Regions from separate parts of the Mus musculus genome. Here regions 1, 2, 3, 4, 6 and 7 are each linked to region 5. A link is a contact called in public ChIA-PET, HiChIP or PLAC-seq and promoter capture Hi-C data. All regions are on one chromosome and are shown on one strand. Each heading gives the region's core, a stretch centred on a gene start, on an enhancer-like site or on the middle of the called end of the contact. The rest is flanking DNA. Distances are from core to core; before and after follow the strand shown.

Evidence for each region. Promoter capture Hi-C pulls out the DNA fragments that hold promoters and counts their contacts. ChIA-PET counts read pairs in DNA pulled down with a chosen protein or histone mark. HiChIP or PLAC-seq counts read pairs in DNA pulled down with a chosen protein or histone mark.
Region 1: a contact with region 5 is called in an H3K4me3 HiChIP or PLAC-seq map of bone marrow-derived macrophages, with 7 times the contacts expected there. The contact joins the enhancer-like site here to the promoter of Ucp2 in region 5. A contact is called at or near these places in 1 of 39 promoter capture datasets (pre-B cells), 4 of 115 datasets of contacts at active chromatin or transcription factors (bone marrow-derived dendritic cells, bone marrow-derived macrophages, memory CD8 T cells and 1 more) and 1 of 9 other capture datasets (adipose tissue).
Region 2: a contact with region 5 is called in a promoter capture Hi-C map of pre-B cells, with 2.9 times the contacts expected there. The contact joins the promoter of Arap1 here to the promoter of Ucp2 in region 5. A contact is called at or near these places in 2 of 39 promoter capture datasets (the C10 cell line and pre-B cells), 2 of 115 datasets of contacts at active chromatin or transcription factors (memory CD8 T cells and pancreatic cancer cells) and 2 of 9 other capture datasets (adipose tissue and liver).
Region 3: a contact with region 5 is called in an RNA polymerase II ChIA-PET map of memory CD8 T cells, with 31 read pairs. The contact joins the promoter of Fchsd2 here to the promoter of Ucp2 in region 5. A contact is called at or near these places in 3 of 39 promoter capture datasets (the C10 cell line and pre-B cells), 3 of 115 datasets of contacts at active chromatin or transcription factors (effector CD8 T cells, memory CD8 T cells and microglia) and 1 of 9 other capture datasets (adipose tissue).
Region 4: a promoter capture Hi-C map of pre-B cells shows a contact between it and region 5, with 3 times the contacts expected there. The contact joins the promoter of Pde2a here to the promoter of Ucp2 in region 5. A contact is called at or near these places in 4 of 39 promoter capture datasets (the C10 cell line, liver and pre-B cells), 3 of 115 datasets of contacts at active chromatin or transcription factors (large pre-B cells, memory CD8 T cells and pro-B cells) and 1 of 9 other capture datasets (liver).
Region 6: a contact with region 5 is called in an RNA polymerase II ChIA-PET map of memory CD8 T cells, with 125 read pairs. The contact joins the promoter of Atg16l2 here to the promoter of Ucp2 in region 5. A contact is called at or near these places in 1 of 39 promoter capture datasets (liver), 1 of 484 Hi-C or Micro-C datasets (CD8 T cells), 3 of 115 datasets of contacts at active chromatin or transcription factors (memory CD8 T cells, regulatory T cell precursor and thymic regulatory T cells) and 2 of 9 other capture datasets (embryonic stem cells and liver).
Region 7: a contact with region 5 is called in an RNA polymerase II ChIA-PET map of memory CD8 T cells, with 13 read pairs. The contact joins the promoter of Stard10 here to the promoter of Ucp2 in region 5. A contact is called at or near these places in 1 of 39 promoter capture datasets (pre-B cells), 3 of 115 datasets of contacts at active chromatin or transcription factors (T-cell acute lymphoblastic leukemia, memory CD8 T cells and pancreatic cancer cells) and 1 of 9 other capture datasets (liver).

Annotation. Positions count from the first base shown.
Region 1 is chr7:101,386,694-101,390,919 of GRCm38.p6, forward strand. Arap1 (ArfGAP with RhoGAP domain, ankyrin repeat and PH domain 1) reads left to right here. Exons shown (of 34, transcript NM_001040111.1): 8 at 97-166; 9 at 413-533; 10 at 1,294-1,496; 11 at 1,921-2,027; 12 at 3,371-3,570. Among named protein-coding and RNA genes, the nearest start is that of Gm35219, 34 kb to the left of the region's middle. Within about 2 kb of position 2,803, at least 12 of the 459 cell types and tissues checked have an H3K27ac peak or open chromatin away from gene starts, as enhancers often do. A contact at or near this core is called in bone marrow-derived macrophages and microglia, where this site is marked.
Region 2 is chr7:101,346,272-101,350,024 of GRCm38.p6, forward strand. It overlaps Arap1 (ArfGAP with RhoGAP domain, ankyrin repeat and PH domain 1), which reads left to right and starts at 1,798. Exons shown (of 34, transcript NM_001040111.1): 1 at 1,798-1,928. Gm35219 (a long non-coding RNA gene) reads right to left here. Exons shown (of 5, transcript XR_003946844.1): 3 at 1,576-3,753; 4 at 1,371-1,467; 5 at 650-1,289. It overlaps Stard10 (START domain containing 10), which reads left to right. Exons shown (of 7, transcript NM_019990.5): 7 at 1-355.
Region 3 is chr7:101,106,558-101,110,581 of GRCm38.p6, forward strand. Fchsd2 (FCH and double SH3 domains 2) reads left to right here and starts at 2,218. Exons shown (of 20, transcript NM_001146010.1): 1 at 2,218-2,482. The coding sequence starts at 2,462.
Region 4 is chr7:101,449,502-101,453,271 of GRCm38.p6, forward strand. It overlaps Pde2a (phosphodiesterase 2A, cGMP-stimulated), which reads left to right and starts at 1,751. Exons shown (of 30, transcript NM_001143849.2): 1 at 1,751-1,967. The coding sequence starts at 1,851.
Region 5 is chr7:100,491,511-100,495,411 of GRCm38.p6, forward strand. It overlaps Ucp2 (uncoupling protein 2 (mitochondrial, proton carrier)), which reads left to right and starts at 1,848. Exons shown (of 8, transcript NM_011671.5): 1 at 1,848-1,955; 2 at 2,704-2,865.
Region 6 is chr7:101,299,948-101,303,829 of GRCm38.p6, forward strand. It overlaps Atg16l2 (autophagy related 16-like 2 (S. cerevisiae)), which reads right to left and starts at 2,141. Exons shown (of 18, transcript NM_001111111.1): 1 at 1,954-2,141; 2 at 165-264. The coding sequence starts at 2,080.
Region 7 is chr7:101,318,564-101,322,514 of GRCm38.p6, forward strand. It overlaps Stard10 (START domain containing 10), which reads left to right and starts at 2,550. Exons shown (of 7, transcript NM_019990.5): 1 at 2,550-2,789; 2 at 3,151-3,470. The coding sequence starts at 3,264.

The sequences.
Region 1 (4,226 bases), core at 1,553-4,052, 900 kb after region 5:
ATCTTAACTGTGATAGGAAAGGGGGACTGGGTATGATGGTGGGACCTCTCCCACCTCGTTCCCAGTCTTTGCTGAGCCCTGCCTCTGCCTGTTTAGGTCTTATATCTATCAGAAGCGATGGGTGAGACTGGACGCTGATTACCTGCGATACTTTGACAGTAACAAGGTGAGGGCTCCATCAGTCCCTCACTTGACCCTTGCTCCTACCCAGGCCTAGGCTGAACCCCAACATTGCTTTAGGCAGAGTCCTTAGCTGATCTTCAGTGGGGATCCTGGTCTGTGGGCTGGTGAGGGTAGTGATCAGAGCCAGCACAAAGTCGACCTGCAGAAGACAGGCCTGCAGTCATCATTTCAGCCAACTGGCAAGAGGCTCTAGGGTACCCACTCTAAAATGCAGCTCTTCTCTCCCCAGGACGCCTACTCTAAGCGCTTTGTTCCTGTGGCCTGCATCTGCCGAGTAGCTCCTATTGGAGACCAGAAGTTTGAAGTGATCACAAATAATCGGACCTTCGCCTTCCGGGCAGAGAGTGATGGTGGGAGTTCAGGAGTGTATATGTTTGTGTGTGTAAGTGTGTGTATGAGTGTGTAAGTGTGAGTGTATGAATGAGTATATGAGTGTGAGTGTATGTGTGTGTAAGTGTGAGTGTGAGTATGAATTGTGTAAGTGTGTGAGTGTATGTGAGTGTGTGTGTAAATGTATGTATGTGTAAGTGTGTATATGAGTGTATACATATGAGTGTATGAGTGTGTGAGTATATGAGTGTGAGTGTATGAGTATGTAAATGTATGTGTGTGAGTGTATGAGTGTGTGTAAGTGTATGTGTGTGAAAGTATATGTGAGTATGTAAGTATGTATAAGTGTGTGTGAGTGAGTGTGTGTGTGTGTATGTGTGTGTGTGTAGGGGAGAAGGACCTGTAAGTTGGAAGAGTAGGAAGGGAACAGTGTCCCAGGGAGGCATCGTCCCTGTATGGGGTCTGGGAGGAGAAGGAAGGAGATACTGACCATTGAGCATAGCCAGTGCTCCTTTCCAGATACTCCACAGTGCCACAGAGGCACACATCAGTGTGCACAAGGGATACAGTTTCCAACAGTTGGGGTGACTTGCCCAGTGTAGGCCACAGTAGGTGGCATTGTAAGCATTGTGGCATTGTAGCCTAGGTTGTCCAAGACAGAGAAGTCTAGCGATGGGACAGACCACACCAGTAGGATTCCTAGCAGAGGTGACCTCTGAGCCCCCTAGAGCCAGGAGGCGCCAGGGGCTGAGTTCATGTGTTACCTTCACCCTTTTGCAGTGGAGCGGAACGAGTGGATGCAGGCCCTGCAGCAGGCAGTAGTTGAGCATCGAGCCCGTTTTCGGCTTTCTAGTGCTTCTGTGTTGGGAGTCCGAGGCTCCGAGCAGCCTGACCGTGCTGGCAGCCTGGAGCTACGAGGCTTCAAGAATAAGCTTTACGTGGCTGTGACTGGGGACAAAGTACAGCTCTATAAGAATCTGGAGGTATGAAGGGCTCTACCAGGCCACTGAGGTCTCCCTGTCCCGTACTCATCCGTCCTCTTACCTGCCCTGCTCCTGTCCACCTGGTCTCTCCCTGGTCCTGCTTAGGATCTAAGTCCAGTACTTTCCCTTCCAGCCTTTTCTGCACTGGGACAGCATCTCCCCTCTTCTCTCCTGCCTGCCTGTGCCTCATCTCCATCCTGTCCCTGAACAGCACCCCCCCCCCACGTCCTGTTTCACTCACTCCTATGCCTCCCCTACTGTCATCCCCGTTGCTCTAGTCCAGACTGCTGTCCTGGCTCAGATTCCCGCCCTTCCTCCTTCTTAGGCTCTTTCCACTCCCTAGGGACGACTTCCCTATCCCTTGTCCTGCACCTGAAGCCCTGTTGTCAGCCTTTGCCTTCCTCCCTTCCCACCCACCCATCAGGAATTCCATCTGGGCATTGGTATCACCTTTATCGACATGAATGTGGGCAATGTCAAGGAAGTGGATCGGCGCAGCTTTGACCTCACTACCCCCTACCGCATCTTCAGGTGAGCCCCTGCTCCACCTTCAGCTCATGGGCAGTCAATCCTCTTGGTATTTTTTTCTCCCTTCCATTGCTCACCCACCTGCCTTAGTCTGCCAGACGTCTTCATCCCTCTCCATCTGTTCTGGCCAGCTCTGTTCTCTTTGCCCACCACGCTGTTTATGAGGTGTCCCACCAGCACCTGCAACCCTCCATGGCCTGGGACCCAGGGAACGTCTGCAGTGCCACCCTGCCATCCCCGACTCCGAGCTGTGGGTTCTCCAGCAGAACTTGCTTGTGCTCAAAGCACGTGGGCCTGTTGTCCCTTGAACATCTCCCCATGGCCCTTCTCTGCCTCATGTGGCTTGACACAGTTTACCTCCTTTGCACTCTGCCTTGTCTGTTTCTTCTCTGTGTCTGTCGCCATTCAGGCCCTCTGGTCTCCGTCTCAGTACTCTGGTTGCCAGTCTCAGGGCCTTCACTCTATCCATACTTATATCAGGGTAGTGACCTTTGATCTCAAGAGCTAAGTGGGTGTTTGTCCATCCTCCCATTCGAAATATCCTATGACTTTGGCCCTATAGTTCTTTGCCATAGTCCTTAGTGACCACAAATGCTGCAGCCAGACACTTTAGGGTTTCCCTTTCTGTCAGCTGCAGAAGCCACTGTGCTTCCTGATTACTGTCATTGTCACCAACTTGAAGGAGGCTGATAGAGGTTCAGCAGAAAGGGCTTCCACCGCTTGGGACCACGGGTTTACTGCAGCGGGGTGAGCGTGCTTGTTGCTTATCTGAGGCCCTGGCAGCTTTCGAGTTCCTCTCCTGGCTGTCCTGGTGGAGGCCATCTTCAGCCCCTCTCTTACTCATGGCCGTTACCTCTTGGTCACTCCCATGTGACTTGCAGTTGGTGGTGACAGCAGCAGACAAAGAGCCAGGGGAGTTTTGTAGGAAGGAAGACAATTCTGCATTTGCTGTCTAGATGGAGCTTCCCACTTGAAGAGTCTTTCTGCCTCTGCTGCTGAGTGCTGTTAAAGGCATGTGCTGCTACACTGGGTGCTCACTAATGGACTTCTTTCCGGGATGGAGTAAGGAGGTTGAGGGTGGAGATGGCACACACCTTTATACTCTCTCTCTTCCGTCTGTATATACCCTTGACTGGTGCCCCACTGTCCTAAGGGTGCCCTGTGCCTGCTCTGCCTCTCAGGCCTGTCCCTGCCTGTCTCTCATCATCTCCTCTGCCAGTCTGTTTTCTCTCTAGTTTTCTTGCTCCCTTTGTTGGTTGTTTCCCAACAGTCTTAGGATGACACCTCCTCCCGACCCTCAAATCCCTCCAAACCCTTTCCCACCGGTTCTACTTATGTGTCCCTAGCTTCTCGGCTGATTCAGAGTTAGAGAAGGAACAGTGGCTGGAGGCCATGCAGGGAGCCATCGCAGAGGCCCTATCTACCTCAGAGGTGGCTGAGCGCATCTGGGCCGCAGCCCCCAACAGGTTCTGTGCCGACTGTGGGGCCGCCCAGCCTGACTGGGCCTCCATCAACCTCTGCGTTGTCATCTGCAAGCGCTGTGCAGGTGGGTATGTGTGCAGCAGGTTGGCCGTTGGGCAGCAGGCAGTCTGCTGGGCAGATCCTACAGCCCTTATATCTAACGGTGTGTCAGCATTATTGGCTGTTCTCTTGGGAGAACCTTAGGTCCTCAATTCATGGTTATACTCTCTCCACAGGGATGGGGACACACAAAGAGGGAAAATGCATTTTATTCAGGGCTATCTGGCAAGTAAGTGAGCTCAGATCAGAGCCCAGGCTGTTGGAATCTGATGTCCCTGTCACATCAGAACCATGCAGGAGGCCAGGCCCACCAGGGCTCTTCATGCTGAGAGAAGAGCCAGTGTTTTGTCCAGAGGGGATATAAGACAAGGGACCCAGGGACATACTCAGCGCTGTGGGCCAGACTCTGGCTTATGGGCAGAAGCTGGGATTGGAGACTCCCATCCAGGAATGGGAGTGGAAGCACTGAACCTTCCAGATGGTCTGAAAGTCACACATATGAAAGCCTCCATGGTAACATGGCTGAGGAGCATGGGAATGGAAAACCATGGGGCCCAAGGTGCAGTCATCTATTGACTCAAGCCCTAAGGGCCCAGCATGTGCCATCTGCTGACTGCAGGCTGGGCATTCGATTATCTGAGAGCTGACAGTGCGCAGGTGGTGGTTTGCACGGCCGCAGGG
Region 2 (3,753 bases), core at 548-3,047, 850 kb after region 5:
CTGGACATGGCCCCAATAAATGAACCACACAGCCCCAGCCAGCTCTTTGTGCCTGCTTCTCATCTGCTCAGCCCCACGCTGCTCTGTTCTACAGTTATTTTCCTTAATACTCTTATTGTTCACAGGACTGCTGTCCCTATAGGCGTCTTGTAACGTAGGGTGGAGCTTGTTGCCCCCTCCTTTCCTGTGGTTCCTTTCTTTTCGTTCATTTGCACATTCATTTTTCTGGTCACAAAGGTGGTTTGCTCATTTTTTCAGGGCTCTTAAGAGGAGCTGGTCTAACCTGAGGTCAGGCTTCTACTGTGTGATGGACTTCTGGTCCAAGCTAGCTTTAAACAGTTGATCTGGCATACTCTGACTGGCTCCTGTCATCACAGAAAGAAGGGGAGGGACTCACAGGTCAAAGACTAGGGCTGAAGGCCTCAGAACTGAGTTGAGGCAGTGTGAACTGGAGGAGAGAGAGAGGTGGGTACTGGAGGAGGGAGGGGGGTATGGACTGGAAGAGGGAGAGGTGTGGGTACTGGAGGAGGGGGAGGTGTGGGTACTGGAGGAGGGAGGGGGTGGGTACTGGAGGAGGGGGAGGGGTGTGTACTGGAGGAGGGAGAGGTGTGGGTACTGGAGGAGGGGGAGGGGTGGGTACTGGAGGAGGGGGAGGGGTGGGTACTGGTGAAGACACTTCCACTGCACTTAGTGTTAAAGACCTTAGGCTGGTCACAGGAATCGTGAGGTCCCCTGACCAAGTGTCAACCCTCACTTATGCCTAGCTGCTCTGAGATCTAGAGGGAAGCCTGGGCTGCCTCTGCTGTCCAAGGGATGCCGAGTCCCAGAGTTAGTCTTAGGCCCTGCTTTTCTCTGGTATTTTTGGCACCACAAGAACTTGGGGTCTGGAAAGAACTCAAGATCTGACCCTATTCACCTCTCCTGGAAAGCCCTGCCAGTGGAAAACCTTACTGGGCTAACAGTCAAGTGTTTCCCAGAGAACAGTTTCTGTGGAGAGGCCTGGACAGGACCCTGTCACCTGGAACATCCAGCCCTAGGTCTGCCCATAATGGCTTTGAGAACACCCTGAGAATGTCAGACTCTCATTTCCTAACCTATAACCTAGGGTGATAATTTTTACCCTTATGCAAGTGTGAGTTTTTTTTTTTTTTTAATTAATCAGAACAAATTGTTCACCACTGGACCAGGCATGTAATAGGCTCTGATTAAAGGGCATCTTCCTCCTTTCAGGGCAAAAGCCCCTTGACCCACCCTGCTGATGACTGTTCTTCCAAATATGCCCACTGTTCCTATGGAAAAATGGAAGCCCAGCTAAATTAAGGCCCCTGGTTTGGCTGGTCCCAGAGGCTAGCCTCAGGATCCAGAAATACCTGCCAAGTCTAGGGATTTCATCTCTCTGGGGAGGAGGTGAGAAGCTGCCAGACTCTGGTGGGCCTTTCCCAGCGCCTTCTGCAGGGAGATGCAGTCCTGGGGACAGAAGCAGAGTACTAAGAATGGTGCACAGGACTCCCAGGGAAGGTGGTTGTCCCGCCTCCAATGGTTGTGTGTGTGTCCTCTCCCAGAGGATAGACTCACCAGAACAGGGGTGTCGAGGCATGGAGACTCAAGGATCCGTGGAGTCTCAGCAGGGACAGGATAGACTAGACATGAGCCTCAAAGCCTTAGCAAGCTAAGGATAAAGGAGAGACACAAACCCGGCGGTCCGGTCTGCCTAGGGTATTGAAGATCCGGACTAGGCTGGGGGCGGGACCGGCCGGCTCCCTGCCCGTTCCCCGCCCTCACGTCCCCCGGTGTCACGTGGGGCGGGCGGAAGCGCCGAGCGAGGTGGGCGCGCCCGGACCGCTGCCGCGAGTTGGCTGCGGCCGCGTGTGACAGACGGTACCGGGACCCCGAGTCCCACCTCGTGGAGTTCTCTTCGCTCAAAACAGGTCAGTGAGGTTGCTGGGACCTCCCAATCGCCAGTTGTGGCTTGCACTGCCCCCATTCCTCAGAAGGGAATGGTGAGCCCCCCACCCCCACCCGCTCAATTTTCCCGGGGTCATCTGGTGCGCGCTCTTGCCTGGGGATGAAGTGAAGTGGGGTCGCCTCTGGAGGTGAAGTCATCTAGCCAGACTCGTAGGGACAGAGAAAGTGAGCTGGTGGACACCAGCTTTCAGCCGTCAGCTCTTCTGCTTTAGGGCTTGCAGGCTCCGGAGCCAGTAGCGTCAGGCAGCTTGGCTTTCCCACTTGAGAAATGAAGACTTCTACCTAGTCTACCCCGGACATTCTTACAGCCTCGCAAAGCTTTAGGACTTTAGCCGTGGACCTGAGGCTTTGGTACAGCCTCGCAAAGCTTTAGGACTTTAGCCCTGGACCTGAGGTGTTGGTAACCTTGGGCAAGCTACTTCCGTCCTCCGCACCTCAATTCCCCACCAGTTAATGGGGGCATGGTTTCTCTAGAGCTTACCTGGCCCAGTTGCCAGGAAAGAAGGGGTGTGTTCGTTGAATGGGGTCAGGCTGGGAATGGGTGGATGGGCTTAGAGCAGGTTTGCAGTGCAGCGGGGGATGGGGGCTTTTGGGGAGGAGGCGGGTAGGTGTTTGGACACAGATCTCCGTGGGTAGATTTGGGTGCTGGGTGATTAGGAGCCAGGTTGTCTGACTTATGTTTCTCTAAATTCAGTGTCTTAGGGAAAGCTTCCCTAATGCCTAGACTGGGGGTTCGGGATTCAGGGTTAGACTTGGGGATGCTCAGGTAAGGATTTGACTACTGTTGGGTCCAGGGGACCCTGATAACCTGTACTTGGAAAGTTGTGACTGTCCTGCTAAGGGAAGCCTAGGCTCCTAGCAGCGTCATTATAGGGTAGAAGAAATTCAGCAGAACCCAGAGACAGGCGTGGACAGGTGCAGACCTGGGGAGGAGAGGATGCCTGGATGAGCCTTGGTAGTTAAGTGGCTGTTTGCTAAGACTGGCTGCAAGGTGAGGGCAGAGCTTGTGCCGCACAGCAGGGATACTGATAACCTTCCGGAGGAGAGGCAAGGGATGTGGGTGTGGCTGTAAGGGGTGGCAAGGGAGGATGTGCAGAGAACCCATCCTTGGGATTTATACCTGGCTAAAGTTTATTTAGACCCCGGCCTGGGGACCCTGCTCCCCAGTGACCGTTTGCTCACTGGAATAGGGTACAAGTGAGATGTCCCAGGCAGGCTACTGCTGGCTGTGAGGAGGTGATGGCCCCGACGCCCCAGGTTTCATTTGGACGTTCAGGCCTCCTTATTTGGTCCCCACCATGCAGAGGAGAGTCAGTTTCTGGGCAAAGGTGTTCCCCACCAAGTTTCCTCCTCATCCAAGTCCCCGTGTTCTGTGAGACTTCAGGGTTCAGATGTGGGCTGCAAGTTGCAGTGCCTTCCAGCCTGGTTGTCAGTTCCGGGTAATGGCAAGGCTCAGGGCAGGTTTCTATGGACGTCTATGAAGATGGGGTATGGGCATCTGGAGTTCTAGCACTGCTACCAAGCCCTGTCTGACTTTGCCACACTCCGTCCTTTTCAGAGTCCCCTTTCCACATCCGAGGGTGGGATGATTAGCCTGCCATTGTGTTCCAAGGACAGACCAAGAGTCAGGCCAGTGTGAATCCTGCCCAGAGTCAGAGTGAAGGAAAGGGGAGCCGGAGAGCCTAGCACTGGCTAGTGGTGATCCAGGCCTAGGACCTCTGTCTCTAATATTCTCTAGGGCTTCTCCCTCCCCACTCCACTCTCTTGGCTGAGCTCAAAGCCAGCCGC
Region 3 (4,024 bases), core at 968-3,467, 620 kb after region 5:
ATAATCCCCGAGACAGAGCAGCTATGCCCAGGACTAGAATTTGGAAACCCTTGATCAGGCACCTGCTGCATGCAGGCCATCTGGGCAGGTGCTGTTATCCTAGCTTTTCCACTCAATAGTCTGGGACTGCGGGTGAATCTGCCTTGCTCACTTCCATACCCTAGTGTTTGGTGTAAGCTTCACATAAAGCAGGGTGGCAGCAAATATTTTACCAATGAAGGAATCAGTGAATGTTTGTTCAGTATTGACCATCTGACAGTGGTGAGGCTGAGAATAGGGCCACCTCCCGACCTCTAGTGGTTGTGCTTCAGAGGAGGTCAGGACTCTGGGTTCCCATCCACTCTTCCCTTGCCCCAGGCCTTCCTTGATCTGAATGAGGACACTGGTGGCAAATGGATGGCTTCAAGGAAACCAGAAACAGTAGAGTAGGCTTTGTAATTTATACACAGCTCTCAACTCTTGACTCCTCATCTCATCTGTTAGCATGTAGGTTAACTCAACATAAAACACCTGGGTAGGAGTTCATCTTCTGGTCACAGAGCCAGTAGGTTATCTGGTAAGTAAGTCATCCTGGTCTAGTCCAGTCTCATGGACTTCCTTTTTGGCCTGAACTGAGTTTCTGAGAACAGCTATCTGGGACTGCAAGTACTGAATGAAGTGGGGGAGGGGGGAGATCCAGCTCACACTGTGGCTGCCTGTGGAGCTGTGGCTCAAAAATAGTGCCTAGGAACGAGGAAGAAGGTTTTCTACTATTCCAAGCAACCCAAAGGGAGCCTGATACTCCTTGGGTGGTCTGGACAGAGTGAGAAGGTGCCTGATAGGACCCTGAGGAGAAAGAGCATTGTCATTGCCAGATGAGGTTGAGTTTATTCAAGTAGTTCAGGACAGGCAAAGTGAGTTGACCTAGAAGTCCTCCCTTCCAGACAAGGGCTTCCTTCAGAGGCTTCCTCCATGGCCCTTGCTGTCTCCCTATGGTTCTTAATCTCACCTAATCCTTTCCTCTGCCATGCTAGTGATGAACTCAGGGCCTCTCTGGCTGCTAGGCATGCGCCCTAACACCAAGCAAGATACCCCTCCTCACACTCAGCCCTTGGGATTCTAGGCATGCCATGTGACCTTGAGAATGGCTCCAATTCTCTGCGGACACCAGCCTTCCTATCTGTGATATGGGAGTGACCGATTCAAGAGATTTTCATTCTTTTCCTCAGTTGACTCCACGAGGTCTGGCTAAGTACTCTGGAATAGGGCATCCATTCCTTTGCCTGGCAATTTTAGGTTATTTCACCTGTCCTCCAATGGCATAGGTCTGGCACCTGCGGCTAGTTGTAAAAGGACTTGTTCATGCTAAATTTCTCAGTGCACGTTTAGCTGACTAGGAGGGAGGGTACGCTGAGGGACTGAGAGAAAGCAAAATCCCGAATCCTCTTAGGTACCTCCTTCCTTATTGCAAACAATCCCACTATGAGCCTAGCCCCCCTCGACTCCTGCCAAATTCCCACACAAACTGTGCAGCCGCAGATGCAGGCGGGAGGCGGGGGCGGCCTGTGCGCGTGCGTCGGAGCAGAGTCCTCTCCCTCCCACGTGCGCGCTCCCGGAGGAGTCGCGCGCCCCAGCGGGCTGGCGGGAAGGCGCGCGGGAAGCCCCCAGCTGCCTGCTCGGTGTGGGGGGAGGGAGGACGGGAAGCGTCCGGAACGTTCCATCGTCGGAGAGAACTGGGGTAGTTCTCGAGTCCCGTTCCCGTCCCCACCGTTCCCCTCGGCCGAACAATCCGTGAAGTTTCCCCCTTTCTCACACCGAGATCCGGAGCCCCGTGGCGCGGCCTGGCTAACCTCCCCCCCTCCACTCTGAAGCAGGCGGTGTGGCCGGGAGCGCATCCCCTCTGCAGCCGGAGCGGGGCGCTGTGGCGCGCGCCAGGGGCCGGAAATTCCCGCGGCCTGAGTGGTTGGCGGAGCTCTAACAGGGGAGCGTGGCGCCGCCTTCCTCCTTCCCGGGCCGGGCGGGGGCGTTGGGCACCGCGAGGGCCGGGCTGCCCGAGTGGGTGGGGGGCCGCCGCGTCAGCCAGCTGCAGCCGGGCCGCGGCAGGCGGCGAGCGCGGACGACGCGGCCGCTCCTCCTCAGCCGCCCGGCGAGCCGCGAGCCCCCCCCCCCCGGCGGCCCCCGCCCCCTGGCCGTCTCCGCCTCCTTCCCTCACACACCCCCCGGGCCGCCCGGGCCCCAGGCCTTCCCGGCGCTCCTCCTTCTCTCCACACTCGCTGCGACCCGGCTGCTCCTGCCGCTCGCCTGCCTCGCAGCCTCCGGGCCGATTCCTCTTCCTTCTCCTTCCCAGGCTCTCCTTTCACACACACACAAGCGCGCGCCCTGGCTTGCTGGGCCGCCCCATTTTCTCCAACCCTCCTCACCCTCACAGTCCTTTAAACGCCGCCGTCAGGGGTGGGCGGAGGATTGATGTCCCTTCAGCATCATGCAGCCGCCGCCGAGGAAGGTAAGGGCGCAGCTGGCGGGGGGCTTTGGAGATTTGGGGGGTGGCGGTGCGTACAAAGAACGCGGCTGGGGCGACCGCTGCGCCCCCTCCCCCTTCCCGCAAGGGACCGTGACCACTCTAGCTTCTTGGCTTGTCAGAGTTGCCGCCCGCCCCAAGCAGGGGGTCGCGTGTACGGGGTGTCTTTCTGACGGAGGGGCGGCCAGTGCTCCTCAGTACTAGGGAGGACACCTCCCTCCCCCCGAGACACTCGCTGGAGTTTTTTTTTTTTTTTTTTTTCTTTCGGGCATGCATGTGTGTGTCTGTCTGCATGGCAGTGCTGCCCAGAGCAAAGTGCATTCTCAGAGCTGTATGGGGGAGAGGCGGGGGAGCCCCTGCAGATTTGCAGAGCCTTGTGCGTGACGGATTGTTTAGTCTGCGCCAGGTTCGAGCCCTCCAGTCGCTTGTCGACACTCCACCCATTGGCAAATTCGCGGGGGGATTTGTTTCAAGTCTCGCCTCAAGATTTGGCCTTTTTTTCCCCCCACGGGGCTGCGGAAAAGAAGTTGGAACGGTCTCCGCCCTCCCACCCCAAGGGAAAGCAAATTAAGGATTGACGGGTCCTGCTTAACCCCCACCCCCCATCCCTTTTGCCCCGCCTCGGGCTAGGGGGCCAGGAAAACAGCAGAGCTTCCAGTACGAAATCCAGAACCTGGCGTTGCATGGTTTGAGCACTACGGTTGGGGTTTGGATGGCCTGGGTGGCAGTGACGGTGCTCTGGGGCTGCCAGCAACTCGGCTGCTCCCTTCTACACCTTTCCGCACTGCCAAGGCTGTGTCCTTGCCTTTTTAAATCTTTCAGATGGATACTAGGTATCTACTCTGAGCAGTGGGTAGAGACAGTTACATCCTTCCCTTGTGGGCAAACATTTGCCTTATGAGTAACTCATCATCTATGCTTCCCTTTCTTTTCTCTTCTTAATCTGATTTTTTTGCCCAGTTACTGATCCTCCCCCTTTCCCCCTGCACGTGTACCCCACCTCTCCATGTAGCTTTGCTCTGGTGGTCGGGATTCCACCACGATCACACACCAATTGAAATCCCAGGGTCCGGCCTGGCGAGGATGGCTCCAGCCAGCTGGCTTTGGCGGTTCTCTCTGTTTGAAGTGGGCTGCCACCCGGCCTGGCTTGCTGGGTTAGTTTAAAAGCCCTGCATATGCTGGAAGGTCACTTTTGCATTCTCCTTTGTGAGAAAGAGATTATGATTTGATGTGCTGTCAGAGTGGAGGGCATCATTCTGAGACTGTGTGCTTTCTTGCAGCCATTACGGAATATTTTATGTAGTTTATTCGTGAATATTATTTCATGATTGTGTACATTTTGGTCGCTAGGTATTAGGTACACTCATCTGTGCTCCCTGCTCCTGTGGTTAATGTCTGAATCTTTGGGAAGCAAGAGAAAGCAGAATGACAGTTTGCACCCCTTTAAACTGCAAATTTTTTTTTTGTATTTGTGAATTTTTATTCAGCCCCTGTCTTACATTCCCTGGCTAGTTTTTTTCATTAAAC
Region 4 (3,770 bases), core at 501-3,000, 960 kb after region 5:
AGGAGGAGGAGGAAGAAGAAGAAAGAAGAAGAAGAAAGAAGAAGAGGAAGAAGAAGAGGAAGAAGAAGCAGCAGCAATTGGCTTAGATCCCATCTCCAGACATGACTCCCAGGAAGGATACAAAAAGGCCCCCCCTAGATCACTGATGTGGAATCCAGAAAAGGGGTCTTGGAGCAGATGGCCTCTGAGTTGCTCTTGAATGGTTAGCAGGTGACAGGGTGGCACCATGACAGACCAGGAGGCAAGAATGAGGCAGCTGCTGTCTAAAAGAAAAGGGCTGTATAAAAACAAGGGATGGGGGTTGTCAGAGCTGGTCAATAATCAGGGTTGAACTGTGGAAGGTCTGTAATGCCAAGTGAGAGATTTAGGTTTTATGGTGCTCGTGGTAGAGACCCCCACTAAGGATGTTTGAGCACTGGAAGCTGTAAGCTCAGCTAGGAGGGGGAAAAATCCTTGTGTGGAAGATCACCCCTTGAGCTACTGGGACAGCTAGGACACTTCCAAGCCTGTGCCAGGTGCTGGGACCGTGTCCAGCACTGGGCTCAGTGACTCAACACTGGGGAAATTGCTCCCCAGGGGGAAAGGGCCCAAATGAATCACATCTATGAGGCAAGGAGCAGGGGGCTCACTGAGTCACCTTCCAAGGGCTGGGGGGAGAGGGAAGTACAGGAAGAGGGGCAGTAGCGCAGAAAGGAGAACCAGGGAAAGTCACAGTGAGGGCTGTCAGGAGTCTGTCTGTCTCACCATCATTCCAAGTTTTTGTCTTCTGGCAGCCCTGTGGGACAACTGACACCCAATGGGAAGGGGATCAAGCTAAAGTTACACTGGCAAAATCCAGGAAGACCCAAATTCACCATTTGATATAGACTCGTCCTGTGCCTTAGCCCATCTTATAGCAAGCAGAGGCTAGAAAACAGGTTGGTCCAGGCAAGGGGTTTGACCCAAGTTACACAAATGTCCCCTCATCCCTCCAGCCATCCCCTACTGGGGTCAGGGTGCACCTTTGCGATAGAACACCAGGGGGCGCAGGAGCGTCACGGCTGCTGCAAGTGCCTGAGCACAGAGGCGGCTCTGCAGAGAAATGCGCTCCCAGCTCTCGGGGTCCCACCGCGGAACTGCGGACTAGATGGCCCTGGGGCTTGCACCCTTTTCAGCCTCCTGGGACGCCGATGAAGGCCTATCTGGTAGCCTTAGGAACCCAGTGCTCTCACCCCACATTTGGGAACGGTGCGCCTGTGTGTGTCAGGGCGCACGTGTCTCCTTCACAGATCTGCTACCGCTTCAGGGCTCGTCCCATTTTGGAGCGACCTCTAAATTTCTCCCTCACTTTCCTCTACCCTCTGTACTGGAAGGAGTGAAAGGACCTCGGGGCTCCCGGACTGTGGCCGCGGCCCCTCTCCCCGCACTGCGCTGGACTCGGCCTCGGGGTTCTGGCCGGGCTACTGAAGTCCAAGTGATGGGGAGAGAATGTGGTGCGACAGTGCGCGGGACTCTGGGAGGGGCCCTACCACATAGGAGGAGTGACAATGGGATAAGCGGAAGGCAGCGAAGGCTGAGAGGCGACCGAGGAGTGGGAGCCCTCGTAGCCGACCCGCTGCAGGAGACTTGAGAGGGTGAAGGCCTGGCAGGGAGCAAGCCGGCCGGGATCGGGTGGGGTCCGATCTTTGGAAGGCGTTGAAGTGCTGTCCCCGGTAGCAGAAACGTAGGCGGGGCCTGGAGGCCTGGGGCGGGACGGGGGCGGGGGCGGGGCGGGACCAGGGCGGACCCTCGCGCGGACCGGCGAAGCTGTTGCGGACGCGCTGACCGAGTGCAGCGGGCCGGGCTGGAGGGGCGGGCGGGCGGCTGCGAGCATGGTCCTGGTGTTGCACCACATCCTCATCGCTGTTGTCCAATTCCTCAGGCGGGGCCAGCAGGTCTTCCTCAAGCCGGACGAGCCGCCGCCGCAGCCATGCGCCGACAGCCTGCAGGTAGGAGGCCCCCCCCCCCCCCATTCTGGGTAACAGGGAGAAGCGGGTGTCCAGGGAGAGCCCGGTGAGGGCCCGGTCTTCTGAAGAGCTTGCAGTCGTCTGCCCCACGGTCTACTCTCTCCTGAACCTTCCTTTAAGAGGGGACCCTTCCCTTAGTTTGGAACCCGTCTTGTACTGAATGGGACTGCAGCCATACCCAGAGGGGGTCCTTGATTCTTCGGCTCATAGTTCAAATGCCCCTCCAGATTCTGACTCTGCTTCGCATCTAGAACTCCTCCATCCCAAGCCCCGAAGTCCTAATCCTCGTTGCCCCCCTCAGCCACATTAACAGCTCTGTATAAACCCGGAGTTCCCTCCTCCCAGGTTAGTCCCACTCCCCTCTCAAACCTCTGGCTCTCTACTGTACATATCAGATTCCAGGCACACCCATATCCCCTAAGCCCCTGGCTGCAGAGAACTTTACCTCATAAGTAGGACCTCACCCCCAAACCTCTATCTTCTATTTTATAAAGTCTTACTCCCCATCCTTACTAATCATCTAGATTCTAGTCACCATCTTCCACCCAACCCAAGGGTCCAACCCCCTTTTAAAACCCAGATTCTCTCTTCTCCTCTGCCAGACTGCCCCCTCCCAGTCCTCATCTTTTACACAGACCTCCAGTCTCCTCCTGTTGCCTCCCAGCCTCTAGATGTGATAGTCCCATATCATTCTTCCAGTTCCCAAATTTCTGAGTGCATCATCCTTTGGCCCCTCTGCTGTTCTCTTGTTTAGTGTGTTGCTCCAGGCTGCCTACCTCTCCTGGTCTGTTCAGCCCTTCAGTTTCTGTAGGTCTCTATCTTTGTGCTAGGGTCTTTCTGTGACCATGCCTTCCCTACATGTCTGCCTCTACTTTGGGTCGTGGGGGAACCGGCTCAGAAGACAGGGCTGGAGCCTCTAGGACCTCCACCTGTGCCTGTGTTCTCAGGTATGGCATAGGATGGACTCAAGTCCAAGGGCTTAAACATGGAGAACGTTGCCCTCAGGGTGCCCAAAATATATGGTGGGTAGGGATCGTGAGGTGGGACACTGGTATTTATAACTTATACATGATATCTCCTTATCCCAGCTGTCCTGGTAGTGACTGGGGCAGTTGGGTTTGGGGATAGAGAGAGGGGGTAAATGTCCTTCACCTGTAGTGAGGGATGGGTGAGTCTGGGGTATATGTGCTTATGTGAGGGTTCCTGTGTACATAGCATGTGTTGAGTGTGCCTTGTGTGTAATCATATATGTTGTGCTATGTATAATCACATCATTTGAGTGAGATTTAGCATGGGGAGATGACAGTATGGAGATTGTGAGTCTGTGGTGTTACATGCTCTGTGTGACTACAGTGGCAGGATCGTGGGTGGGAGTTGTAGCACAGCGAGTGACTGTGGTGTGTGCATGTAGTTGTGTCTGTCATGGCATTGTGATGCTATAGGGACAGCTTGCATGTTGAAGACTGAATAAGTGGCTATACATGCTATTTCTCTGCAGTATGTGGTCAGAATGAGTCCTAGTATGGGCCTGTTGGTTTCGAATGGATGTCCTGTGAGAGAGGAGTGGAGGTTTATGTCTGGCTGTGCTTCTAGCCTCCTGGGTAGCTTAGGGTCACTATGGTACATCCTGGGTTTGCTTGGAGAAAATATTTGGACGCCTGTGTGTTAGTGTTTGTGTGCTATGTGCCTGTGGTGACTGTTCGTGCAACTATGGATGAGACCGGGTGCAGCCAAAACCCAGGGTCCGGTTCGCTCAGCAGCTGGTTGACCAGGTTGGAGGGTGGG
Region 5 (3,901 bases), core at 598-3,097:
AGATGATTGTGGAAAAGCAGTCAGTGCTCTTAACCATTGAGCTGTCTCTAGCCCCACATCTTTTAATTCTTATTTGACCAATTTTTAAAAAAGATTTATTTATTTTATGTATATGAGTACAGTGTAGCTGTACAGATGGTTGTGAGCTATCACATGGTTGCTGGGAACTGAACTCAGGACCTCTGCTTACTCCGGCTCCACTCGCTCCGAGTCCAAAAATTTATTTATAACTATATATAAGTACACTGTAGAAACACCAGAAGAGGGTGTCAGCTCTCATTCTGGATGGTTGTGAGCCACCATGTGGTTGCTGGGATTTGAACTCAGGACCTTCGAAAGAGCAATCAGTGCTCTTACCCACGGAGCCATCTCACCAGCCCCTTCACCAATTTTTTAAAAGAGTGGTTTATTGGGTGCATTGCGAGTGAGCAATGGGCAGAGTAGAGTACTGTCAGCTTTGTAAGATCACCACCAGCTATGTTGGGATCACTATCCACCCACCAGCTATGGGGTTTTGCCACTTGATAGTGAAGGTTTATTTTATCTAGTCTTGTTTAAAGTAAGCCAGCTGGCTAATAAAGCCACACTGGGTGTTCAGGATCCTTTCCTGGGTACGTTTTTAAGCACAAAACCCATGTTTTAGGGTGACATACTTCAGCTAACAAAACAAGTTAGCCAGTAGTGGAACCACAGAAGCCAAAAGGTAAGATCAGTACATTTAGAGATTTTTCCAGAACGATGGACATTGATGGTTCTGTCTGTGTGCTGAGTTTTACAGTTGAATGGTACTTCCATCATGGAGTCAGATGTGCTAAGGTCTGGGGTCCTATTAAGGTCTGGGGCCTCTCACACTTTCTTGTTCTGGAAAATAATGGTTAATGATGACCTGGAAAGATTATCGTTAGGTGCCTGCGCCGCCTACCTGATGCATAGTAATTGCTTTCCACAAACGTTCACCCAGCCCCCTCCTCCCACTGCACTTTCCACAGCAGCCCAAACCTACTTGAGCTTCTATTATAGTATATTCGGACCCCTGGTCCCCGGCTTCCTGCTCTTGGGCGCCTAATTCCTAGGCAAGCAAAAAGGGTTCCACGCCCTGATCTAATCTCTTAAAACTCCGGGGCTAAGGAGGATAAAAACAAAAGAAGAAACCGACGGAGAGTACCAAAGCTTGAACACAAATTGAGGCAAATTGAGACCTGCTTCCTACCCCCACAATGCACGTTAGTCCCCGACACAGGGCCCAAGTATTGCTTTCACGTCCCCCACTCCTACGTGGCCATTATCTCGCTGAGGTCCCGTCCACCTGCTGAGTTTGTCCTCGCTGGGCTGGAGTGCAACAGGCGAGGCTCTGCCCTGCCCTCTTCCTTGCGGGGCGCCAGCCTGGCTGCACTCGGTGCAGAGGGGAGGGGAGGCCAGGTGTTCTCGCCCCACTCCAGCCGTTAGGTGCCAGTGTCCCCCGGGACCTGACTGGGAGCGGCAGAAGGCGGGAACGCCAGCCTTGCCCCGTCACCACACCCGGGTTTGTTCCGGTCCCCGAAGCCCGCGCTCCGCCCGGTCCCCAGGTGCCTTGCAGGGAGGGGGAGGGGAGACTTGAAGGGGTAAGGGGTCGCGATCCAGAGCAGCTGGCCAGTCAGTCTGCCTGTCCTCACAAAGAGATTGTCTGCCCCGGGAATAGAAGGGGAAGATCTGAGACTGGAGCCTCTGGGGGGACCTAGGGGTTTCAGGCAACCACAGATGGAAACGCCTCCTCACCCGGGGGCGTGGGCCGCCCTGGCTCCGCCTCGTCACGCCACGCCCCGACCACGCCCTCTAGACTTAAGTTCTGTAGGCGCGGGTTCGCAGCTACTGTCAGTTCCGCCCTCGGTGTCGTCGGGTCGCCAGCTTCCTGGGCAGCCACCACTCTCCCGCCGTCGGACACAGCCTTCTGCACTCCTGTGTTCTCCTGCGGTCCGGTGAGCGTGCCCCATCCCTTCGCTGGCCGCACCTGCTCTCTCCCACTCCATCTGTCTTTTCTCTTTCTTTTCCCTTCCCTGGAGTCCTAATTTGCCCTCTCTAGGTTTCTTTCCTCCTAAATACGCCCTTTGTTATTTGCCTCTGACGTCCAGTTGGTCGAAGGTTAAAACCTTCATCTCTTTACTTCTTCCCCTCAGCCTCGATGTTCCCAGCCTGACCCGGGCGGGGTGGGGGAAGGGGCTTTCACGTCAGCGAAGATCAGAATGACTGTCACCAGGAGGCTCTGGGCCATGTGCCCTAAAGCCTGTTCTTGTATCAAGGGTTGTTTGTGCCTGGAGGAGCCTTGGAGTTTGTTTGGCCTTTGTTACACTATCTTATGTGGCTGCCTGCCGGAGGTGGAAGTAGGGACACAGGGAGACTGGACCTGCCTTATCCTGATTCAACACAAATAGATATAATGCTCCACTCAACAGTTTTGTGACTGTATCCCCCAGGCACAGCACAGCTGCCTGTCTACATAACTGTCTGAGAAACAAATTTGGAAGTGAGCCAACGTGTGGGAGTAAAGACTCCTGAGTTCTTCCCCTAGACCCTGGCTGCTCTGAGTGAGAACTGAGCCTTGCATGGGTCCCTCCCAGCAAGGCTGTCTGAAAGGACTTGTGTGACAGATGACCCTTCCTTGCAGGGCGGTGGTCCTGCAAAGACAATCTTCCTTTCTAAACTTGGCTTCCTTCCTCTCCCCCACAGGACACAATAGTATGAACTTTAAGTGTTTCGTCTCCCAGCCATTTTCTATGGAAAATCGAGGGGATCGGGCCATGGTAGCCACCGGCAGCTTTGAAGAACGAGACACCTTTAGAGAAGCTTGACCTTGGAGGCCTCAGCCTGAGACCTCAAAGCAGCCTCCAGGTAAGGAGTCCCGGCTAAGGAAGCCTTCTCTCAGGCCTGGGGCCTAGGGCTGCTCAGCAAGACAATAAAAATTCCCCTCCTCCCACCCTGATGAGAGCCTCTTCACAGCTCAGCAATCCCCTTCTTCATCCCTGATCACCTTCTGGCCCGTAAAGATGGCGGACCCCAGTGTATAAGGGGAGAACCTGAGTGGGGTGGGGACTGGTTCCAGGTGGCCTTGGCAGTCAACAGCAGAGCTGGGGCAGAAGCTTATGGTGTGTGTGTGTGTGTGTGTGTGTGTGTGTGTGTGTGTGTTATGGTGTGTGTGTATGTGGTGTGTATGTGTGCTCACGTGTGTGCTCACGTGTGCATGTGTGTGCATGCACGTTTATGTAAAGGCACACGGGTGCTGTGGCACGCACATGAAGGTCAGAAGACAACTCAGGCCTCCTACCATCTGTGTCCCAATGGCAAGCACCCTTACCCACTGAGCCATCTTGCTGGTCTGAGCTTCCATTCTTTTTTTTTTTTTTCTTTTGTCCTAGCTTTTGATGTCCCTGTGAATGAGATTAGAAATTGGGTGTTGTTTTTTTATTGCCTCCAGTGGTTGTCCGGTCCTATAAAGTGGATTCTGTTTTTGTTGGTTCATTTTGGGTCGGGATCTCAGGACCTCTCTTCGGCTGCCCTGGAGCTTTAGATGCAGACCGTGCCTGACAGGATTATCTTTCTAGGCCTGCGTTTTAGTCATAGAAACCTTTAGTACAGGTGATCTTTGCCTCTGGTCCCAACCCTCGAGGACCCGACCTTTGGCAAACCCTACGCTGCATTCACAATGGCAGCTGAGCCACATGTTTTTGATCTGGCAGCAACTGGCAGCTGAGCCACATGTTTTTGATCTGGCAGCAACTGAGACCTCGTCTTTCTGGACTTCACAACATTCTACCACTTAGCTCATGATTAGACAGGCCTGCATCAGACTCATGCACTAATACCTACAGAGGAGGTCTGCCCAGAGCGTCTCAGAACTGTTTAATTGGTCAGAAAGGGCTTCCATTGT
Region 6 (3,882 bases), core at 891-3,390, 810 kb after region 5:
GTCGGGGTTAAAGATATTAAGGTAAGCAGCCAGCTTGGGGAGGACTCAAGAGGCCTCCACTGCCCTCGCTCACATCCCCAGGAGTTACAGACTGATGAGGTGCCAAGGCTGAGCACAGCAAAGAGGCAGGCACAAGCAGCTCTGATCACTCACAGACAACTCACCTCCAGTCCTCATGTCGGGTGGAGATGGCATCCTTTGGTTCGGACTTCAACTTTTCTGAGAACTTGGCTAGCAGTTCAGCCTTCTCTAGGAGATGGTTATCTGGGGATGCAAAAGGGTGAGCCTGTGGCAAAGGCAGAGCCGCTTGCCAACAAACTCCCGACATACAAGCTACCTCATACTGGGATGGCTGCAGGAGCCCAGGGGTCTTGGGAATAAAGAAGCCTCTGAAGGCTGGGCTCTGCCCCTTCCTGGGGGAATATCTGTATCTGGCAAAGCCTCATCACAGCACAGGCCCACAAGCCCACCCAGGAGACAAGGACAGAAAGACCACCAATGCTGGGGACAAACATGGCTAGGTAGCACTTGAAGAGAGAACAGAAGGAAAGCAAGGGGCCTGGGATTAGTTCACCTCTGCCAGGGACAAAGTCTGGACCCAGAGCATGTTGAAATAAACAAAACCACCTGTGTATGGCCTCCAGCAAGTCGCTTCCCCTCCAAGACCTCAAGGTTTACAGTTAAGTAATTCTCACTTCCACGCAACAGCTTCCCCCAGGTCAATATTGAAAGCCCTTGAGCAATTATCGAACAAATCTTCCCAAGATAGGTGGTTAGACCTTGGACCCCCTCACCCACATTCCTTCCAGCTGTTTTGTTTTGTTTTGTTTTGTTTTGTTTTGTTTTGTTTTGTTTTAAACCAATTCCAGGCAGACTGAGGCTGCTAACCTCAGGCCAGATCCTCACCTCCCTTCCTTCTCTGTCTGAGGTTCCTGGACCCTGACAAATTCTCAAAACTACCTGAGACCACAAGGCATTGCAAGCACCCCTACCCCGGCATACAAGGTCACAATGTGCCTCATTTGCAAGTAAGAAATCTGAGGTAAAGGACTTGAATTACCCCAAACCACAGACCTGGGTCTCTAGGTTCCCAGTCTTGCAGTTCTCCTGGGTGGTCCCTCCCTTAAACCGATAGTCCCACTGCCCATCAGAGCAGTTGGAGAAGTGGGGTTGTCTGGAGGTAGAGGTATCCAACCCCAAGAGAGGGCCAGCCCTCACAAAGTTCCAAGGAAAACAAATTTGATTGCGTGGGTGCATCAAAATTAGCACCAAGTGAGGAAGAAGTAGGGAGTATGGTTAGACTTTCAGCCTCAAACACACAATCACAGTCCACCAAAAGGCAGTAAATACAGATGCACTCCAGTGTTCCTCGGATGGAGTGCACACATCTCCTCCTCCTAGCCAAAGTGCCCAGAAATAACCACATGAGAATTTAACTTCCGCCGCGCGACAAACAACCTAAAGGAACCCGGAGCCCCATTCGAGCTACGATCCGCTAGGCACTGAGGTACTCCACGAACGTACGCCAGTATAACCTATCCGTACCAGAACCTACCAGAGACTTTCGCTCCTTCCTTTCAGCTACCGTGGCTGTTCTGGCCACGCCTGCCTTCTTTAACTGGGCTCTGGGACCAAATGGACTGACCAGGCCTTGCCCTAGGGACGGCCTGAAAGAAGGACTCGACAAAACCATCACTGAGACAGAGCTTGTGTCTAGGATGCTCAAGGGAGGCAGAGCTGAGTCTTTGGGGCTAAGCAGCACCAGAGCTGGAAACAGCAGGCAAGCCAATGCGGAGAGGGGCGTAACAGGTTCCAAGACGCAAAGCCCTCGGGAACCGTGACGGCGCCGCTGCCCTGAGTCACAAGTCGAGTGGCGGGACAAGCCCTCTCCCCGAGCGGGGAGTCCCACCTCCTCAAAGCCAGTCATCCCCGAGCCCCCAGGGACGCACTCACAAGCCGGCACTAGCTCCAGGAAGAGCGCCTTTTGCGTGCGGTCCCGATGCCGCAGCTGCCGCACGATGTGGCGCTTCCAGACAGCGGCGGGCGCGCAGGGATCGCAGGGGGCGCCAGGTCCTGCCATGGCCGCCGAGTCCCTAGCGGCCGCGCAAAGCTCCAGCCCGAGCAGGGGGGCGGAGCCTCCCGGGGACTCCATGACGTCAGGGCGGCAGCAGCGGGGAATCCCCGGGCTGTACCAAGCGCTTTTGTCGGGGAGATCTGGACACCTCAAAGCAGGTGCTGCTGCGGCCCAGCAAAAACCCTCAGTCCCAGAGGTGTGCGTTTCTGTCCCGGAGTAAGCAGCAGGGATTGAAGCCTCCCTGTCGCCTGTGGGCGCGTCCAGGGCGGGGCCTCAAGGTCGCCTTCCTTAACCTCTTGGTGCCTGGACCAGTGTCAGAAGCTGAGGATGCAGAACTCACTAAGTTACCCCGGAAGGGGAGACCCTACCACCAGGGGCTGTACAGAGACAAGCACCAGGCACAAGCAGTCTAAGAGAGAAGACTGCCTGAAGGAGCCCCACTGTCACCTACAAGGTGACAGTTGAGTGGGGGTTTATGAAGGACCAACTAAGACCGTTACCCAGAGGGAGCGGAGACAAAAGGACTCTTAAGCTCTGGAAAGAACAAGTAGACATGGTCTGATGACATGAAAATTTCCAATGCAGGCGGGCGTTGGGAGTAGCTCAGCGATAGGGTTTTTGCTAACCCTGCGCGGGGGCCTAGATTCAAGGTCCAGCGCTTCAGAGTTGTTAGGACAGGACGCAGAACTGTCCGTGGGAGGAGCAAGATTTAGAGGTCCAGTTGGTAGCAAAATTTAGGGCTCTAAGAAAAGACTCCGTTTATCTGGAAAACCCCAGGCTCAGAGGAGAGAAGAGGCTTCCTCGTTTGCAGCTGTGTGTAGTAGGGAGCTGAGCTAGCCAGCAACCCAGAGTTCTAACTCAGGGCCTATCTGCTGCCTCTCTTGGACAGCACAGACATCTCTTGTGGGTACATTTGACAGTGAATCTGGGCTCACGGGGAATTGTAATGAAATTGTCTCTAGCAAAGAATTCTGCAGATACAGGCTGTGGTAAAGAATGACAGGAGAGGGCTGGTGAGATGGCTCAGTGGGTAAGAGCACCCGACTGCTTTTCTGAAGATCCGAAGTTCAAATCCCAGCAACCACATGGTGGCTCACAACCACCCGTAATGAGATCTGACTCCCTCTTCTGGAGTGTCTGAAGACAGCTACAGTGTACTTACATATAATAAATAAATAAATCTTTAAAAAAAAAAAAAAAGAATGACAGGAGAGACTCAGTGGGCCTAGCCTTACAATATGACATACTGAGGAAGGTTCAGCTTCAAGCCCTGTTTTTAGCTAGGGAAGGCAGACCTGGTTATCCCTAAGAAATAAACCGATGGGAGGGAAAAGGCAATATCAGGAAGCCCTCTAGGCCCTGCAGGGGACAAGCCTTGAGATACTGGGGTCTCAAGTTGGGGGTCTGTTACAGGACTTGAAAAACAGTAAAGGCAAGTGACACCCCAGGGGAATATGTATCTGTTGTTCGGTGAAGCTATAGTGAAGCTGAGCATAATGGCCCATGACTGTAATCCCAGCACTGATGCCAGCCTGGGGTACATAGTAAGTTCCAAGCCAGCTTGGGTTACATAACAAGACTCTATCTCAAAACACTACAAACTGGCCTCAGTCCCCCTTGTGTCTGTCTTGGATACCCCCTGCCTTTGCACTGTACTGTGCCCAGTATTCCTGCTGGAAGTCTGGCTCTGCTCACACATCATATCCAGAAGCACTTCCTGGGGCCTGAGGCTTCTGTGACAACAGCCCCCCCCCCCCAATCCCCAGGTCCTACACAGTGTGCTGCATCTTTAGGTAGGAAGTCATGTT
Region 7 (3,951 bases), core at 1,300-3,799, 830 kb after region 5:
GTGCGCGATCTGCTTCTAGGCACAGAACTAAGAAATGGTATTGTTTGGATTTGAACCCAGGTCCGTACCTTCACTCTTCTTATCTCTCTTGCTTAGGGATGTGGTGCCACAGGATTTGGGACTGCTTTCATGTTCAGGAGGCTGTCAGGAGCCTCAGAGCCAGGGACATCTAAATTCATGGGATGGGGATCCAACATGGGCAAATTAATGTGCAGGATGAAGTGACATCCTTCTACTTGTCCTCCGGCAGGTCACCTGCTATTTTGGACCCTCAAGACCCAAAATATTTGCTCTTAAGCTTGGCTCCTGTCATCTGTTCCTCACTAGCTGGCTGTTTTCCCCTCAGACTGGCACCTCAGGGCCGGGGAGGTCCTGTCAGTTTGTCTTCACAGCCACTTTCTGCTCTCACCCCAGCCTTATCTCCCCACCACTCAGGACTGGAGGTGGGCATGAGAGGCTTAGCATTCTGATGCTGCCTGCAACCTGCCAAGATTGGGGCTATCAGGGCTCAAAAAGCCATCAGGCTACGGTTGCTAGCTATCTCTACCTCATGGCCAGTCCCTGAAGATCCATCTCACAGAGCAATCTTTGGCTTTGCTGAGGTCCCCTCGGGCCTCCTGCCAGCCTGGGAGTATTGGTATCACAAACACCCCGAGGCTTGGGGAAGGTGGACTTGGGCAGAGGAGGTTCAAAGAGTTCGTGTCTGGGGCCTCCCAAGCCCAAATCCAGCCCCCAATGCCACCTACTCATTCCCAGACACTTCTAAAGAGTGTGGGTTCAGAGGGTGTGCGTGCAATTAGCTGACACTTCCTACCACACTGATGGAAGGCCTGGGTATCTGAGGTCATTGCACAGGACTGATGGGGACCTGCAGTTTTGTTTTGTTTTAGAAGACTTACTTTGTAGAACACCTTTCAGGGCCACTTTGTAGAACACCCATCATGGCTACCTGTTTGCCCCTGACTTATTTTTTATTTTTTTATTTACCAATGATTAAACCTAGGGCTCTACCACAAAGTTACAGCCTCCCTAACTATCCTGGAACTCACTCTGTAGACCAGGCTGGCCTCAAACTCAGAAATCCACCTGCCTCTGCCTCCCATGTGCTGGGATTAAAGGTGTGTGCCACCACTGCCCGGCAGCCTTTAAAAACATTTTGGGGTGGGGGGGCAAAGTCTTACTTTGTTGCCTGTGCTGGTTTTGAACGGAATATGCAGCCCAGGGAAAGCCTTAAACTTTGGGTCTTCCTCCCCAGTCTCCTGAGTAGCTGGGATTATAGGTCTGTGCTACCACATCCAGTTTCCTGCTTATTTTAAAAGTGGGCATGATTTACAAAGATCTCAGAGCCCTGAGCACTTCAGGGAAAAAAAAAAAAAAGCACATCTATTTGTGAACCTACAGTGCTGAGTCTGCGGTTTTCTTTTAACACCTGTAAGAAAAGAAATCTACATGGTGGAGATAAGAGGTGACTTCTGAGGGACCAGGGGGAGAATGCAGAGGGCACAGAAGGAGCCTGGGTGGCAGAGGCTTGGTACTCTGGCACTGGTGGGAATAGCCATTAGCAGACTCTGGTACTACTAGGTCAGTGGTAGTCACTTATTGCTCCTAATATCCAGAGGAGCACACCAAAGGCTTTCCCTGCTCGTCTCTGGCCCAGACAGTGACAAGACTGCCATGCTCATACTGGCCTGGCCCTAGCTTTCACTGGGTAGATGGGACAGGGCTCCCAGAATGGAAGAGTAGGCAGAAGAGTTAGTGGACAGAATTTACATCAGGCTACAGAGTAGAGCTCTGGTCCACTCTATTCTACAGAGGGGTGGAGGGGGCCTGTGCTCCAGTGTTCTGCAGCCCTGTGCTTTTGAGAACTGGTCTTCGCCTAGGGGAGGTGTGGGTAAATGGCTGAGAGCTAAAGAGGGGTGGGTTTGGAAGCTGCCAAATAGGGATGTAAGAGGTTGCTGGCTCAGGACCTCTCTCTGGCCAGAGTGAGGCTGAAGTGGAAATTTTGCCAAATTCTGGCCAGCCTTTGAACCTTGAGCCTTTAAAGTCGGATCAACTTCCGGCTGGGTTTGCACACCCTACTGGAAAATTGAGTTGGGTGTGTGGAGGAGGCTTGTTATGCTCTTGGTTCTTGGGGCTTGCAGGCTGTCGCCATTTCTAATTTAGTTACTGAGGGGCTGTCATCCCTATTCCTGCTAGTTAGTCTTTCAATTGTCATGAGGGTGTGTGCCCACCCTTGAATCTCTGAAGTGTTGTGTGTGTGAATAAGCTGTTGCAGAAGCGTGTACCTGCAAGGGTGGGAGCGAAGAGTAGAGAAGAGGCTCTCAGTTAACTTCCAGAATCTCTCTTGGCACCTCAACCTTACTCTGAGAGCCCAGGCTACTTTGTTACTTCGCTATGTGGTTCCTGCTCACAGGTCCCCGGTCCTCTGATAGTCTACATCTCTCCCCGGACTTTGCCCCTTCCCCGGGGCTTACGGGGGCGGGCGCTAGGACCCGGCGGGGCGGGGCGGGGCGGGGCTCGGTGCTCCCGCAGTTCTTACCTCCGCAGCCTGGAAAATACCGAGCGAGGCGAGCGGAGCCCGGGAGCCCCGAGCCTAGCGGGAGGGAGGAGGGCGGAGGGGGCGCGCGGGGCGGGGGGCGCGGAGCGGGGCGGGGCCGGCGGCGGGACCCACTGCTCCTCCCCCCAGGGTCCCCGCGCGGCCCCCGGTCGCCCGGGCAGCGGAGGCAGCGGCGGCGGCGGAAGAGCTCGCACACCGGCCCCGGCGGGCCCCGGCAGAGAAGCCCGCACAGGTGAGACTCCGCCACCACACCCGCCCCCACCACGGCCCCGCGCGGCTTGCTGCTGAGTTAGTTGTGCGAGTCCGGCCAGCACCGCGCGAGGACTCCGTGCCAGACCCGCACTTGCGATCCCCCAGAGTCCCGCCCGGCTCTCGCGGGCTCCTGCACCCGCTACGCAGCAATCCTACTGCCGCTCCAGGGAAGTATGAGGTCGCTCCTTGTGGGAGGGTGGCCCAAGTGACTGTCCTGTGCCGGTGCACAACCGCCTGGGGCCAGTACCTGCCCTTTTCAAGCTGTCCGCTGGTCCGGGACCCCGGCTAGCCCCACCCGCGCCCCCAGCGCACTGACTCTGGTCCCCAAACCGGTCTTGCAGGTCCCAGGAAGGTGGCGTCAGCATCTGCAGCCGCGTCGACGTTGTCTGAGCCTCCGCGGAGGACCCAGGAGAGTCGGACTAGGACCAGGGCCCCGGGCCTCCCCACGCTCCCTATGGAAAAGCCAGCTGCCTCAACAGAACCCCAAGGGTCTCGGCCCGCCTTGGGCCGTGAAAGTGTCCAGGTGCCCGATGACCAGGACTTCCGCAGTTTCCGGTCAGAGTGTGAGGCCGAGGTGGGCTGGAACCTGACCTACAGCAAGGCCGGCGTGTCTGTGTGGGTGCAGGCTGTGGAGATGGATCGAACTCTGCACAAGATCAAGGTAGGATTGCCCTGTGGTACCTGCAGCCTCCACTCCTCCCGAACTGTCTCTCACAGGAATCTCCTCGCCCATACTCAGACCAGGGACCCATAGAGGGGTGCATGTGAGCTCAGAGTCTCCTAATATAAACCAGAGGACACACATGGGCCATATGACCCGGGTTCTAACCTAGGCATGCCTGTGTGTTTGGGAGATGGGTGATGGCCAGGTACACTTAGGGGAATAGTGTCTCTCAAAGGTCTGTCTTTCAGAGTAGCTTCTGCTTGGACCCTTAGTTTGACCCACTAGGTAGGTGAACGGCCCACTTCCTCCTTCACCCGGGGTTCTCTAGCCCGCGATGGGTCTTCTGCTCTACTTTCTGCACTCTTGGGTGCAGAGGATGAGATTCCTTCCTTCTCAATTCCTCTAGTCCTCTCTGTCCCTGCCCAGTGGCTCTATCAGGCTCTGAGCCTGCAGCAGGCCTTTAGGACTGTGGCTGGCA